2 separate regions of the Mus musculus genome follow, and region 2 is linked to region 1. Evidence: chromatin contacts called from public Hi-C data. All regions are on one chromosome and are shown on one strand. The core of a region is the stretch at or near the end of the contact, and the rest is flanking DNA. Distances in the headings are between cores, read along the strand shown.

Evidence for each region. Hi-C and Micro-C count contacts between places; a contact is called where the count stands out from the background.
Region 2: a contact with region 1 is called in a Hi-C map of embryonic stem cells, with 3 times the contacts expected there. The contact joins the promoter of Cyp2b10 here to the enhancer-like site in region 1. A contact is called at or near these places in 17 of 39 promoter capture datasets (the 3T3-L1 cell line, 3T3-L1-derived adipocytes, the HPC-7 cell line and 8 more), 6 of 15 datasets of contacts at CTCF or cohesin (embryonic stem cells, liver and stem cell-derived epiblast-like cells), 122 of 484 Hi-C or Micro-C datasets (8-cell embryo, the AML12 cell line, the AtT-20 cell line and 46 more), 17 of 115 datasets of contacts at active chromatin or transcription factors (acute myeloid leukemia, differentiating embryonic stem cells, embryonic stem cells and 7 more) and 4 of 9 other capture datasets (adipose tissue, embryonic stem cells, embryonic trunk and 1 more).

What each region holds. Positions count from the first base shown.
Region 1 is chr7:25,856,308-25,864,014 of GRCm38.p6, reverse strand. No RefSeq gene overlaps it. Among named protein-coding and RNA genes, the nearest start is that of Gm46015, 22 kb to the right of the region's middle. Within about 2 kb of position 3,929, at least 21 of the 459 cell types and tissues checked have an H3K27ac peak or open chromatin away from gene starts, as enhancers often do. A contact at or near this core is called in differentiating embryonic stem cells, embryonic stem cells and extraembryonic ectoderm, where this site is marked.
Region 2 is chr7:25,893,064-25,900,770 of GRCm38.p6, reverse strand. Cyp2b10 (cytochrome P450, family 2, subfamily b, polypeptide 10) reads right to left here and starts at 3,113. Exons shown (of 9, transcript NM_009999.4): 1 at 2,916-3,113. The coding sequence starts at 3,086.

The DNA of each region.
Region 1 (7,707 bases), core at 2,680-5,179:
AGTGTGAACTTTATACAAAACAGCATCATTTTGCAACGTCAAAGGGTTGGACTTGAGCCTAGCAAAATGGCTCACTGGGTGCTTGCTGCCAAGCCTGATGACCTACATTTGATTCCCAAGACCCGTTTAGTACAAGAAGAGAACTGATTCCCACTAATTATCCTCTCACCTCAACACATGCTCTACAATTAATAAATAAAATATAATTTTAAAGTTGTGTTTATTTTATGTGTATGAGTTTTTGCCTACATGTATATATGTGTACCACAAGAGAGTCTGGTGACCTGAGAGGACAGAAAGGGTTATCAGATCCCTAGAAACTGCAATTAAGGACAATTGTCAACCACCACATGGGTACTGAGAACCAAACCTGGAGCCTCTGGAGCAGTGATTCTCAACCTTCCTAATGCTGCAACCCTTTAACACAGTTCCTCGAGTTGTGGTGACCCTCCCCCCAACTGTAAAATTATTTCATTGCTACTGCATAACTGTAATTTTGCTACTGTTATGAATCATTATGAAAATATGTGTGCTTTTTGATGGTCTTAGGGGATCACTGTGAAAGGGACCTTCGGTTCAAACCTAGGACAAGCAGCTGAGGTGCCTATTTAACACCAAAGCAGACATGACCCCCATTTTCTCCCAGTATTCCTCAGTCCCTACCTGCTACAAGGTGTGGCTGGCATATCCCACCCTCTGCCCTGTGTGCCCCCCACCCCAGCCTTGACCTGGCTGAACAAGTCTCCGGACACTGGAGCCAGGCATCTGGCTCTGCTACATTTACATCTTCCTTCCAGAGAACTGAGAACTGCTTCTCACACTGAGATGCTGAAGTCAACTCAATCCAGCTGAAACAAGCAGAACCCAGCTGAAACAAAGGGATGGGTCCTTGGGGTTTCCCATATAAATTCAGTGCCATATAAAATCATTAAAGATTGAGCCTGAATCAGAGAACGTTGTCTTGGCTGGTTATTTCTCTCGCTGTCCTTCCCATCAATCCCCAGCTTTACCTTTCAGGAACCCTATAACCATGGCTGCAGGCGGCTACAGCCCTGAACTTTCCAGTCCAGCTTCTGGGCTTCCCTTTCTCCAGAGGCTCTTCCCTCTGGACATTTCGGCATCGCCGCCACCACCACCCAACCCCTACACTTCTCTCTTCCTGCTGAAAGGACAACATAAACTCCATTTGTCTACAGGACCAGGCCTGAGTTCAAAGAAAGGCCAGACGGCACCAGCTCCAAGAACAGACAGAAGATAAATCCCAGAAACTAGGAGTAGACCATAAAATCTAGAACAAGATCTTAAAGCCCCTTCCCAAGGAACAGCCTGGGGATAACCACAAAAATGGAAATATCTATCTCAGAACGGGCCATCTGTGCTGGGCAGCCCTATCTCATCCTATGGTTAAACATTCACGACAGAAGAATGCAGACTACTGACCTCCTATGACCCCCACCCCAGCACCCACCAATGAAATTTCAGATTACCTAATCCTTCTAGAAAGTTCAACCAGTTCCCTATGAGAAGGGCTGTGAGCCTTTGTCTGAGGTCACCATTTTGGAGAATGGCTGACCCCTGCATGTTGGATGTTTCTGGAGAATAAACACTCTTTGTCTTTACATACTATCTGAGTCTGGGGTCTTCCTTCAGTGGTTTTTCTGATCCTTACACTTTGAGTCCCAACCACCACCATCTGCATGACAATTTCCATGGCATCATTCCTTGGAACTGGTAACCCCACCCAGTAACTGCCCTCCAAAAAAGCTATTTTTTTTTTTACCTTTTTTTAATGTGCATTGTTGTTTTGCCTGCAAGTATGTCAGGGTGAGGGCATCAGATCTTAGAGTTACAGACAATTGTGAGCTGCCATATGGGTGCTCGTAGTTGAACCCAGGTCTTCTAGAGAGCATTCAGTGCTCTTAACCACTGAGCCATAGCTCCAACCCCATGAGCCATCTTTCCAGCACCCTCTTTTTTAGTTTTAATTGATCTTGGATTGGTTTATTGCATTGGTTAGACCCCAAAAGGGCCTCAACCTACAAGCTAGACCAACTGTTGATGAACTGTGGGACCTTGGACAAGCATCCTAAACTCTCTGCTCCTGTTTCCTTATTTATAACCTAGGACTGCACTCTGTGCACAAGGATGTCTGTTGTCTGTTTTTTTTTTTGTAGTGAGGGACTTTCCTTGCTTTCCTCGGTCCCTGGCATTAAAGGGCAGGAATGGGGGCTGGGCTAGAGAGATGGCTCAGTGGTTAAGAGAACCTGTTCCATGGACCTGGGTTGGGCTGCCAGCACCCACACAGAGCTCACAACCAGCTGTAACTCCAGTTCCAGGGGATCTACCACCCTCTTCTGACCTTTGCAGGAAACAGGCATGCATGTGGTCCACAAAGATTCAGGCAAATACACAGATTCATACATATAAGACAAAAATAAATGAATATTTAAAGAGCATGATGAGATTCAGGGACTGCTCAAGGAAGACCCAGGTGGGACTAAGAGCCTCAAGATGACCTCTTCTTGGTCCAGCTGCTTACCTTGAGAGTTAAGGAGGAACCCAAGAAGGGATGTGGACTAGTGACACACACCTCTGATCCTATCATTTAAAAGGCAGAGGCAAACAGATCCCTGTGAGTTCCAGACCATCTTGATCTGCATTTGGAATTCCAGGCTAGACAAGGCTCCATAATAAAACCCTATCTCAAAAAAAAAAAAAAAAAAAAAAAAAAATTAAGGAGAAGAAAAGAAGGAGCAAAAGCAAAGACCAGAGCCAGGCATGGTGGTACACATCTAGACCGGCTTGGTCTACATAAAAGTTTCAGAATACCCAGGGCTACATAGAAAGATCCTGTCTGAAAGAGAGAGAGAGAGAGAGAGAGAGAGAGAGAGAAGGGTGGGAGGGAGGGAGGGAGGGAGGGAGGGGGAGGGAGGGAGGGAGGGAGGGAGGGGGGAGGGAGGGAGGGAGGGAGGGAAGGAAGGAAGGAAGGAAGGAAGGAAGGAAGGAAGGAAGGAAGGAAGGAAGGAAGGAAGGAAGGAAGGAAGGAAGGAAGGAAGGAAGGACTATGTTGTATGGCTGGATAGAGATGAAAGAGGAAAAGCTTTGTTTTGTTTTGTTTTGTTTTGTTTTCACTTGACTTTTTTTTTTTTTTAACCAAAATGCTCATCAGGGAAATTATGGAAATTTAATCAAAAGAAGTTCCTAGAAAAATCTCTGAGGGCTAGAGAATTCCCCAGGGGCTGGGACATGGCTCAGTGGTAGAGCAGCTGCCTAGAATCTCCCAGTGAGAGGCTGGGGTGTGGCTCAGCGGTAGAGCCCCTGCCTATAATCTTCCAGTGAGGGGCTGTAGTGCAGCCCAGATTTAGACCACTTGCCTAGAATACATAAAGCCATAGGTTTCATCTCCATTACTGCACAAAAGACCACAAGACCACATGTTGTTGCTGTAACCAAGTAACTCTACTCACATCGTCCTGGTGGTGGCAGCAGAGGTGCTCTTTGCTACCCACCCCAATGTTCAGGGTTCCCGAATGAAAGACAGACAGACACACACACACACACACACACACACACACACACACACACACACACACACACACACACAGCTTTTTAATATGCCTTAAACAGCTCAATGTCTGGGTCACTTCCAAAACTTCACAGTTTCCCCTCCGATATCCCTGACTCATTAAAACCTATATTCCATCTTGGCTGCCCCGGACCTAGACCTGCAGCCCTCTCTGGCTGAGTTCTCCAGCACCTATAGGACAGCCATGCTCTCTGTCTCCTACCTCTCAGGTGTGGCCTCTACTCCTTTCCTGGCTTGGTATCCATCTCCCTTCCTGCTCCTTCCTCAGTTCCTTGCCCAAGAATCCCAAAGTCCCGCTTCTGTCTCCCTGGCAAGCCATTGGCTGCCGGCAACTCCATCCACCAATCAAAACCAAGTGGGGGCAGGGTCCCTCAGGGTCTTACATGCAGACTTGCAGTTTTGGGAGACCAAATCCACAACAACATGCCTTTGAATGCGCTGCCGAGGAGTTACCTATGGCCTTGAGGAATCAGGAATTTAAGTAAAGCAGCATCCTAGTCAGGTTTGGGCTTTGGAGAAAATCACTTCAGCTTGGAGAATGCATTCGAAAAGACAAGGCAGAGTATGGGTGGTACGGGAGTGGAATGAGGCTAGCAGAGCTCCTGAGTTCAAGCTAACTGTGGTAACAAGAGACCCCAAAGCTTCAAGGCTTAAAGAAACTGAAGCTTATTTCTTATTTAAATTTCATTTGGATGATCTGATGGGTCTCCCCTGGTTGTGACCACGGATATAAAATCACTTTGTCCCAGAAGTGATATATACCACTCCTTTTGCTGAGGATGAAATCACTCAGTCCATCAATATGCAAGAAAGAGGGTTTGAGAGGGCTGTGTAACTGGGCAGACATTGCCCCGTAACAGCTCTAAATTATAGAAGGCAGACTTCAAGGTTTTGTTCCTTAGCCTATTGACCATGCCAGGGTTCCTGGTCATAGATATTCAATATCCACTACTTACTAACTCAGCAAATACTTTCACTGTGCCTCTCGAATGCACAAAGTATGACCCTAGTACTTGGAACTTGGTCAAAACCTGATCAGAAAAAAAATCCCTGCCGTGGTGAGCTATGGACATCTGGGAAGAATATTGATAAACCCAGACGCTTGGTGTGGTGATGTACACCCGTCCTCCCAGGACCCTTGAGGTGGAAGCAGAAGGACCAGGAGTCGAAGGGCATCCTAGACTACATATCACATTAGAGGCCTGCATGAGATACATTGAGACGCTATCTCAAAAAATAATAATAATACATCCAAGGAAAAAGATAATTCAAAACCTGGTATTTTCCTTTCAGTTACAGAGAGCTGTGGGTTTATTATAGTGCTTTTATTTTTACCCACCCTTAAAAGGGGTGGATGTTGTGGTTTGGATGAGAATGGCCCTGTGATGGTTTGTATATGTTCAGAATTTGGTACCAGGGACGGGGTTGTTGCTGTGATTGGCCTGACCATGCTTTTGTTTAGAAGAATGTGGATCTGGGGATTTTGGATTTGGAAGGCAACGGAATACTTTAAATGGGGCTTGAAGGGTCATCCTAATAGGAATGTGGAAGACTTTGTCATTTGAACTGTTCAGACATGGTCCAAGAGGTTTCAGTGGAGAGGAATTTCAGTATGTGGCATAAAGACTGTTTTGTGGTATTTTGGTGAAGAATGTGGCTGCTTTTTGCATTTGTCTGAAGAGTCTACCTGAGGCTAAGGTGAAGAGATTTATATTAATTGCATTGACAAAGGAAGTCTCAAAAAAAGCCCAGCAGAGACTTTGTTCTCTAGTTAAGTCTCATGAAGAGCATTTTGAACAAGTATAGCAAGCTTAGAAAGTAGAAATATAAAATATATGGTTCAAGTATTAAAGAGGAATCGGGAAGTGAAATGGAGCTAAATCCTGTGTTCAATGATACTAAATTGAATTCAGGGAGTGGTGACCTTGGGGCAAGATCCCACGCAGCTAAATTAGGTTGTACATATTCATTCATGCATGTGGGTGTCGTCTCTCAGAAATTCAGAAAAAAAAATTTTTTGCATTTATTTGGCAAGGGAAGTCTGTACACCATAGGTGCATGTGCAGAGGTCCAAAGACAACTTCTAGGGGGTCAGTTCTCTCCCTGCACCATTTAAGTTCAGGGGATTGAACTTCTGTGCTCCAGCTTGGCAGCAAACACCTCTTCCACTGAGCCCTTTCACTGCCCTGCCACCGTGTTTGTGAGATAGGGTCTTTCATTGGTCTGAAGCTTCACTGTTAGGCTGGCAAGCAAGTCACAGAGATTGACTTGTCCTGCTCCCAGGTGCTGAAATTATAAGCGCGTGAGACCACACTGGGTACTCATGGATAGCCATGTCAATTCTGGATCCTTGGGCTTCCAAGGCAAGCATCTTACCGCCTTGCGTCCTAGTGCTACTGTGACACGAGGTCTCACTATGTACCCAGGCTGGCCTTGAACTTGTGATCCTTCTGCTTTAGCCTTCCAGCTGCCAGGTTTCCAAGCTTTAGGCTCCTTGAATTCTTCCATTTCAGTTCAGGGAAAAGAATGATATAGAAGGCCTGCGTTTATTCAAATTCCTCAAGCAAAAAGAAACTTAAACCTGGAGTGTGCAGCACAATCTAAAAAGGTGAGGGATTTGATCTGGCGTCATAGTGATTGCAGGCCTATAGAATCATAGGCTCCTTGAGGGAGGGGGTATGGGTCAGTGGTCAAGAGCACTGGCTGTTGTTCCTGAGGTCTCAGGTTCAATTCCCAACATCGTCATGGTGACTCACAATTATCTGTAACTCTGATGCCGTCTTCTGGTCTCTCAGGCAAGTACTCACATTCTAAATAAATAAATCTTAAAGGAAGTTAGTTTCCTGGGTTTAAACCTCAAAGGTGTAACTTTTGACAGGTTGCTTTCTTCTCCCTAAGCCTAAGCCCCTTATAATATGCAGACACTGTCACTGCATCCACCTCACTGTGTTACGTGAGACGTGGCAGTATTGTGGGCCTAATCCATAATAGCCTATCAAAAATATGAGTTTTATCTTCTTAATAGTTTAGTATTGATAAGTTGCTATTTGTAGTAAGTCGTGTTGCTGAAGTTTAGATCTGAGATGTCTGGCCAAAGACTTGTGTCTGTTAAAAGCTTGGTCCTCAAGGTGGTGCCATTGAGAAGTACTAGGGCCTTTGGAAGATAAGCCACAGAGGAAGGTCTTTATATCTTTGGGAATCCTTTCCCTTCACAAGTCAATAAACTCGGGTACTTTCTTTTATTTGCCTGTGTATGTGGTGCGCATGCCTCTGGGTTTTCACATGTGTGAATATACCTGTTGTAGGGGTCACATAGGGACTCTCACTGAACTTAGAGGTCACTGTTTCAACTGCTTCTGGCCAGCCTGCTCTCCCCAAGGCTCTTCTGTCTCTACCTCCCAGGAACTGGGGTTACAGGTAGGAAGCCACACCCACTGGCTTCTTTCTGTGAGTTCCAGGATGTGAACTCACACCGGCCCACTGAACAGTCCCCCCAGCCTTCAGGTGTTTTCTTACAATGATGGAAATGGAACTGACACACATGTATTGAATTATTGACTTACAACATCCCACTGAATCCTCATGATGGCGTGTTATTTACACAGAAACATCCTCGGTCAAATGTGGCGCTGAGAGGACTGTAAGTTCTAGCCAGCCTAGGCAGCATAGTCAAGAATTGCCCTCATGCCTGAACATGCATACATATTTTTTAAAAATAGAAGGCAGAAGAAGAGGAGTTACAGAACCAGCAACCATGTGATCACAGGCCTGTAGTCCCAGTATTCCAGAGGCTAAGGAAGAAGGGTCAGGACTTCGAGGCCAATTGGGATACAGCACAGTGGTAAAGGACTAGCCTGGCAAGTAAGACTGGGTTCCACACACGTTACTCTAAAAATAACAATTTAAAAATAAAATTAATGATAACAACAACAATTCCGTTTATAAAAAGGCCCCAAATGTAAAGTGGTGTCTTTGGGATTACTGTTGCTGTGGCGAAACATCATGACCAAAGCAACTTGGAAAGGAATGGGTTTATTTGGTTTACACTTTCATGTCTCTGTTCATCATCAAAGGAAGGCAGGACAGGAACACACATAGAGCAGGAACCTAAAGGCAGGAGC
Region 2 (7,707 bases), core at 1,864-4,363, 38 kb before region 1:
ACGGGTGTCAGGAATGCAGCCCCACTCTTTGATCCTGCCACTACTACTGCTAAACAGCCCAGCGTGGGATTCTTTATTGTTCAAAATATATAGTTAGAAAGGCAACCAGGCCATCGCATCAGAGTTGGTATAAGCTCTGATTTCCTTCCAACTGCACATTTCCTAGACCCTAAGAGCCCTGTGTGATTGTAACATTAAGATCACTGTCACTAAAATGGAGCAGAGACTGAGGGAATGGCCAACCAATAACTATCCGAACTTGACACCCATCCCTTGGGCAAACACCAATCCCTGACACTATTAATGATACTGTGTTATGCTTGCAGACAAGAGACTATCTTAACTGTCATCTGAGAAACTCCACCCAGCAGTTGACTAAAACAGATGCAGAGACCCACAGCCAAACATTGGATGGAGGTAGAGAGTTTTTTAGCAAAGTTGGGGGAAGGATTGAGGGCCCCAAAGGGGATAGGAACTCCACAGGAAGAAGACAAAGTCAACTAACCTAGACCCTTGAGGGGTCTCAGAGACTGAACCACCAACCAAAAAGCATGCACAGGCTGGACCTAGGCCTCCCTGCACATATATAGCAGAGGTGTCACTCAGTCTTCATGTGGGTCCCAAACAACTGGAGCAGGGGCTGTCTCAAAAGCTGCTGCCATCCGGGCATGGTGGCCCACGCCTTTAATCCCAGCACTTGGGAGGCAGAGGCAGGCGGATCTCTGAGTTCAAGGCCAGCCTGGTCTACAAAGTGAGTTTCAGGACAGCCAAGGCTACACAGAGAAACCCTGTCTCAAAGAAGAAGAAGAAGAAGAAGAAGAAGAAGAAGAAGAAGAAGAAGAAGAAGAAGAAGAAGAAGAAGGAGAAGGAGAAGGAGAAGGAGAAGGAGAAGGAGAAGGAGAAGGAGAAGGAGAAGGAGAAGGAGAAGGAGAAGGAGAAGGAGAAGGAGAAGGAGAAGGAGAAGGAGAAGGAGAAGGAGAAGGAGAAGGAGAAGGAGAAGGAGAAGGAGAAGGAGAAGGAGAAGGAGAAGGAGAAGGAGAAGGAGAAGGAGAAGGAGAAGAAGAAGAAGAAGAAGAAGAAGAAGAAGAAGAAGAAGAAGAAGAAGAAGAAGAAGCTGCTGCCTGCCTGTGGAATATGTTCTTCTAGCTGGACTGCCTTATCTGGCTGCAGTGGAAGAGGGTGGTGTGCCTAACCCCGCATAGACTTGATGTGTTGTGGTGGGGATACCCAGGGAGCCTCCAACCTCTCAAAGAAGAAAGGGAGGGGTGAACGACACCCAAATTAACTAATTAATTAACAAATTTGTTAATTTGTTGATTGATTGATTAATTACTGGGAAGTTGGCATGGGACTTTGGGTGTCCCCCGACTAAGTTAATTAGTTAATTAATTAATTAATTAGGGAAAAATATCACCTTCACTACAGGGGAAAGATGCACCATTTTGGATGCTACCACCGCTCCCTGTGGGTCTGTGGGCAGTGGTGGCGCTGGCTGTGGAAGGGAGTCAATTACTTTCATGGTATGGTTACTCCTAACTTCATGTTTCAGTAAATAGTTCCCGCCCATGGTCATGAAGTTGTCAGCATCTCATCTTTTACTCACCAACCCTCCCACCTGAACCTAGAGCCCAGAAGGCATCCATCCTTTTGCTTCATACTAAGTTATCTCCAAGAAATAAACCACACATCAACCCACCCTGAACGACCCTAACTAAACTCAGTGGGTAAAAACATAAAAGGGGCATCAAGGTAGGAAGAGGCATGTTGGCCAAAAGAAGGGTTTCTGTGAGAGAAAGAGGGAAAGGAGGGGTCACAGATGACAAAGGTCCAGCATATGTGTACATTGAATTGTCAATGGATTTCTTAAAATAAATCAGGTAGGATGTTGGCTTGACCTTTCCTCACACATGGGAGGCATGTGTTTAAAACATGTGTGGCAGTGTGTGGCGACACACTTATCATTCCAGAGGCTAAGGTAGGAGAATCATGAGTTGGGAACCAACCTAAAAAATAAAAACAGGAGCCGGGCGTGGTGGCCCATGCCTTTAATCCCAGCACTCGGGAGGCAGAGGCAGGTGGATTTCTGAGTTCGAGGCCAGCCTGGTCTACAGAGTGAGTTCCAGGATAGCCAGGGCTATACAGAGAAACCCTGTCTTGAAAAACCAAAAAAATAAAAAATAAAAAAAAAATAAAAACAGGGACAGACCCCATCTCAAAAAATAAGTTAATATAACTGGATTTGCCACTAGTGCTGGGAAGGGGAGGGATCTTTTAAAAGCCAGGTGGTAACAAATACAAGGTTCAAAAGTGTGATCTCCACAGCTACGGCGAAGAACAGAGGGATGGGACTTATAGTCACTACCTCAGCTCTCTCATGAAAGGCAGGATCACGGATGCTGATTACAGATGCTGTAAGCAAGTGGTAATTAAACATGAAACACTGTGTGTGAAGCACCAATATAGACACTGATAGGTCAGTGCCAAGCCAGGGGCTGGAATAAACTGATAACACTCCTACCCACCCCTCCTCCTGTTCTGCCTCTCTTCCCCTTTGTCCTAGAACACCTCAGGCTAATCTCTTGCTGGCAGAAGCAAGCCTTCATGTTGATGCCTCTGATATTTTTCTTTCTCTTCTGGAACAGACAAGCTCCAAGGAGTGAAATTCTGCACGCTCACACCTCAACGCCTCTACGCCTCTCGAAGCCCAAGCACAAGTGCCCCCACACAACTCCAACGTAGCAAGATTTGCCTGTCTATCTGAGTACCATCCACCACAAATCAGCATCTCACCCTCCCCTCAGCAACCTTCCCACCTGAACCTACACCGTGGAAGGAGTCTCTTGCTCTTCCTGATGAGTGACCTCCGAAAACAAAAGCAGGGGGAAACCCACACTAAGACCTCATATTGTTCTCACCTGAATAAAAGACTTGAGGAGGCCTCCTCTGTCCATCTGCAAGAGGTTCCCCAAGAGGGGCAGGGGACGGGGTCCTGGTGGGAAGTTGCCACGGGACTTTGGGTGTCCCCTGGCTAAGAGTAACAAGAAGCCCACAAGGAGAGCAAGGAGGAGCAGGACACTGGGCTCCATGGTCCTGGTCTAACCAATGTTGACTTCACTCCACGCTCCAGCAGGATCTTTTATGCTGGCCCCGCCTCTCCACTCAGTTATGCAACTTCAGCTGTTCCCGCCTCCTGTCTCTCATTGTCCAGAGCGTGAGGAGCCATAGCAACTCCCTGCTTTGGCTGCTCACTCCTCATTCCCTTACCCTCACTGTAGATGTTGGCAAGGACACCATGAAACAGATACATAGGACAAAAGGGCACTGGGAGTGATGCTTCTTGTTTTATGGAGGTGGGTGTGCCCTTGTCAGCTCAGTTTTGTCTGTTCACTTACTGGGACAAGAGACTGCGGGTGTGCTGTACGCTTTTAATACCTGAAAGGTCATTTCTGAGATGAATGTACGGATGTGTATTTCTGTGTCTGAGTCTAGATGTGCTACCTAATCTATTCTTACATGTCTGGGGTGTATTTACATGTCTAATCTTAAATTATGGAGGCCTCTCTGTATGTTCTTTATGTCCTGGGTAAACGTGATTACATTTGGCTTGACAAGAGTAGTGTCCCATGATCTTTTGTTTGTCTCTGCCTGTTCATTCCCTGATCCAGGTTTTTTTAAGGTCTGCAGATATAATTTCTCCAGAGCCCCCATTTCACTCTCTGGCCCATGATAGCCATAGATGGGAGAAAAGGGAGGAGAAAAAAGGAGAGGCAAGAGAGTAGTGAGGCTCAGAAGTCAGGTGGACAGAGGCGAAACCTGGCAGAGCAGATGGAGCTCCTGGGTTTCTGGACTGGCTAGCTTTTGTGTCAACATGACACATGCTGTAGTCATTTGAGATGAGGGAACTTCAATTGAGAGAATATATCCATAAAATCACACTGAAGGCAAGCCTTTAGAGTGTTTTCTTAATCAGCGATTGGATGTTGGAGGGCCTAAGTCACCGTGGGAAATTTCATCCCTGGACTGGTGATCCTGGGTTCTATAAGAAACCAGGCTGAGCAAGCCATGATGAGTAAGCAGCATCCCTCCATGGCCTCTGCATTGCCTCCAGCTTCCTGCCTTGTGTTCCTGCCCCGACTTCCTTGGATGATAAACTATAAATTGCAAGCAAAATATATCCTTTCCTCCCCAAGTTGCCTGTAGAAGTTTTATCACAGAAATAGAGACCCTAACTCAGATTGTCTCTGACCACTGTGTCTAAGGACAAATGGTTCCACTCATCCTCCTTGTTGTTTTCACAGCACAGGAAGTTCTCTGACCTTCCCTCTTGCTAAAAGGAAATAAAAAGCTAAGAGGGAAATAGAAAGTTCTTAATTAGCCCACCAGTACAGGGGTAACATTGATCCGCTCAGAACATGTTCTATTTCGAATGCAAAAATCTGTCTCAGAAGTTCATGTTTCAACACTATACCTAACTGATATTATTTGGGGAGGTGGCAGGACACTTAGGGCTAAAGCTTGCAAGAAAGAAGTAGGTTGCTGGAGGTAACCTAATGAATTATAACTTTACTGAATCAATCTCTCTCTCTCTCTCCCTCTCTCTCTCTCTCTCTCTCTCTCTCTCCCTCTCTCTCTCTCTCTCTCTCCCCTTCTTCCTCCCTCTCTCCTTCCTCCTCCTTCTTCCATCTCTTGTACATAAGAACAACCACAAGCTCCAACATCTAGACCAAGCCCCAAATGCCATACCTCCCCTGCAATGAAACTGAGAGGAAATAAATCCTTCTCCTCAGTTGCTTGGTAGCAGGAATTTGGGAGAAAGAGTCTCACTGTCCATCCTAGGTTCCTGGTCCTTCTGCCTCTACATCCCAGGTGTCAGGATTTCAGGTTTGTACTACCATATCCAGCTATCTGTTTTAGCTACATCTTTATAGCTCAAACTGGTTGTGGTCGACTTGCTTCAACTTCTGAAGTAAATAAGTTCAAACCACCACACATTTTAAGCCCATTGGTTGAACTCTTCATTCTTTGGTCTTAGACAAGGTCCCCCTACATATCCCAGGCTGACTTTGAACTCATAATGTTCTCTTCTGGCCTCCCCACTACTGGGACCACAGATGTGTGCTATCACATTTAGAACATGCCAAGCTCTTGATGGCCACATTTGGAAAGCAGCTATCATGTGGACAATGTAGTTCTAATCCACTGTGTGGTCTTAGACAAGACTCTTAATCTCTCTGTACTTCTGTCTATTAAAAAGTGGAGGCAATATACACCTCTCCAAAATGTAAGTATTGTGCCAGTTACTGCATAGAACACACTTCATGGCTCCCACTGGGAATCCTGGGCTGGAATACTGACCCAAGTTCAGTGCCAGATCAACCAGCTTGGCAGGAGCAAGGTCCTGGTGTCAGGCAAGTTGATGGTGGCACTGTGCCAAGGTCAGGAAAGTACAGATTCTGTGCCCGAAATCACCATGTTTTTCTGACCTTCCTCCTAAGTCACTGGAGTGCACCTCTTCAAGATTGTGTCCTGATCCAGACAGGCATTAGCTGAACATCACAAAAGGGGTGCTGCTTCCTCTCCCTCCACCTCTCTCCATTAAAGAGAAATGAAGTGTTGTTAAGGAGAGGTCCAAGGATGGGCAGAGCAGCCCATGATTTTCATCTCCACGTTGGGAAGGCTGTCCTTGCCTGGGTAACTTAGGGAGACCCTATCTCAAAATTAAAACTTTAAGAGTTGGTTGTATACCCTTAAGGTAGACCATTCTCCTGGTATCTTAGTTTATTTTCTGGTTCTGTGAAGAGACACCATGACAAAGACAACTTATAGAAGAAAGAGTTTGTTTGGACTTCCTTGTAATTCAAGAGAGTTAGAGTCCATAACCATCATGGCAAGGAGCACGGCAGCAGACACGCATGACACTGCTCAAGTGTCAAGAGCTCGGTAGTTGAGAGCTTACATCTTTATCTACAAGCATGAGAGAGAGAGAGAGAGAGACAGACAGACAGACAGACAGACACAGACACAGACACAGAGAGACAGAGAGAACCAATAACTGAAAATGGTTATTGAAACCATTTTGAAACCTCAAAGTCCATTCCTAATGACACACCTCTCCAAAGGCCACATTTCCTAATCTTTCACCAACAGTTCCAGAAACTGGGGGCCAAGCATTCAAACATATGGGTCTATGGGCCATCCTCATTCAAACTACCACACCTAGACACATCTGACAACAGTGAAGGACTTGGGGCTCTGTGGCATAACACTAGTCTTGCATAAATGAGACCATCGGCTCAATTCCCATTACAGAGAGAGACAAGGTAGTAGAGGAGTAACGTGTGATATGTATGAAAACTTCATAATGAAATCCATTATTTTATATTCTTAAGAAGTTACAGAAAAGTTCATGAGGACCTGGAGAAATAGCTCAGCCAGAAACGTACCTGCCTCAGAAGCACAAGAAGCTGAGTTGGGGTCCCCAGCATCCACATAAAAGCTAGGCATGGATACAGAGCATATATCTGCAAGCCCAGCATTTGAAGGGTGGAATAGACAGAAGGAGATAGATACCTGGATCTCATTGGCCACTCAGCCAGCCAGCTGAATTGATGAGCTTCAGGTGAAGCGAAAGACTCTGTCTCAAATTAACTTAATTAATTGATTAATTGGAAAACAACTGAGGAAGGTAGTAACATTACTATCTAGCCTCTCCACAGAAACATAAGCAGATATACCACACACAAGCACAGAGAGAGGGGGAGGGAGGGAGAGAGAAACTTTAAAGAGAAAAAAATTAAATAAGCATTTAAAAGTGTACACAGATTGGCCACAGAGAAAATGGTTATGTAAACTATGTATATACAACTTGCCTTTACTTTAGGATCTCCCATTTTTAAGTGCAGAAACAAAGGACCCACAGCAGAACTTCAGTTTAATAGATTTGATGCCAGAGTTCATGATGGCAGCTTTAGAGAAAAAATCATAGCGCCAACTAAACACATAAACGTGTGTGACCCTGTGGTGGAACAAATGCCTTTAATACTAGCATTCAGGAGGCAGGGGCTGGTGAATCTCTGCAAAATGCAGGCTAGCCTGGTCTACATAGTGAGTTCCATCTAGTCAAGGCTATGTAGTAAGACTCTGTCTCAAAAAAAAAAAAAAAAAAAAAAAAAAAAAAAAACGGCCCCTAGTGAAGTGGAAAAACTGAACCCACCCCTCACCAGGGTGGTGTAGAAGAGCTAGCCCCATGCCTTGCCTGGGCATCCCATTTCAGCTGGCCGTGGTAGCGTGGGCTCAGGAGAACCAGCCCTGAGGATATTAGAGCAAGAGAGTTTGCCCTGTCCCTCACCAGCTGTGGAGTTTGGGTAATCTGACCCTGCCCCTTGCTGAGGCAATGCTGGAGAGCTGGCCCTGGTGGCCTGGATCTGGGAGAGCTGACCCAGATGGTGTGAGTGCAGCTGGTCTTGTCCTTTGCAGGCCTTTGCAGGCAAAACTGACCTGCCCCTTGCCTGGGCAAAGCAGGAGAAATGGCGCTCGTTTCACTGGCACAGGAGAGCTGGTGGCTGACCGGCTCACTACCACCCAGGCCCAGATCCAGGGCTTTGAGTTGACCCACCCCAACATCTACCCCACCTATGAGTGCTGGAGCATGAGAAGGGGGCAGATACTGCAGAACCAAAGCTGTAGGATCTCCATGACACAGGACAA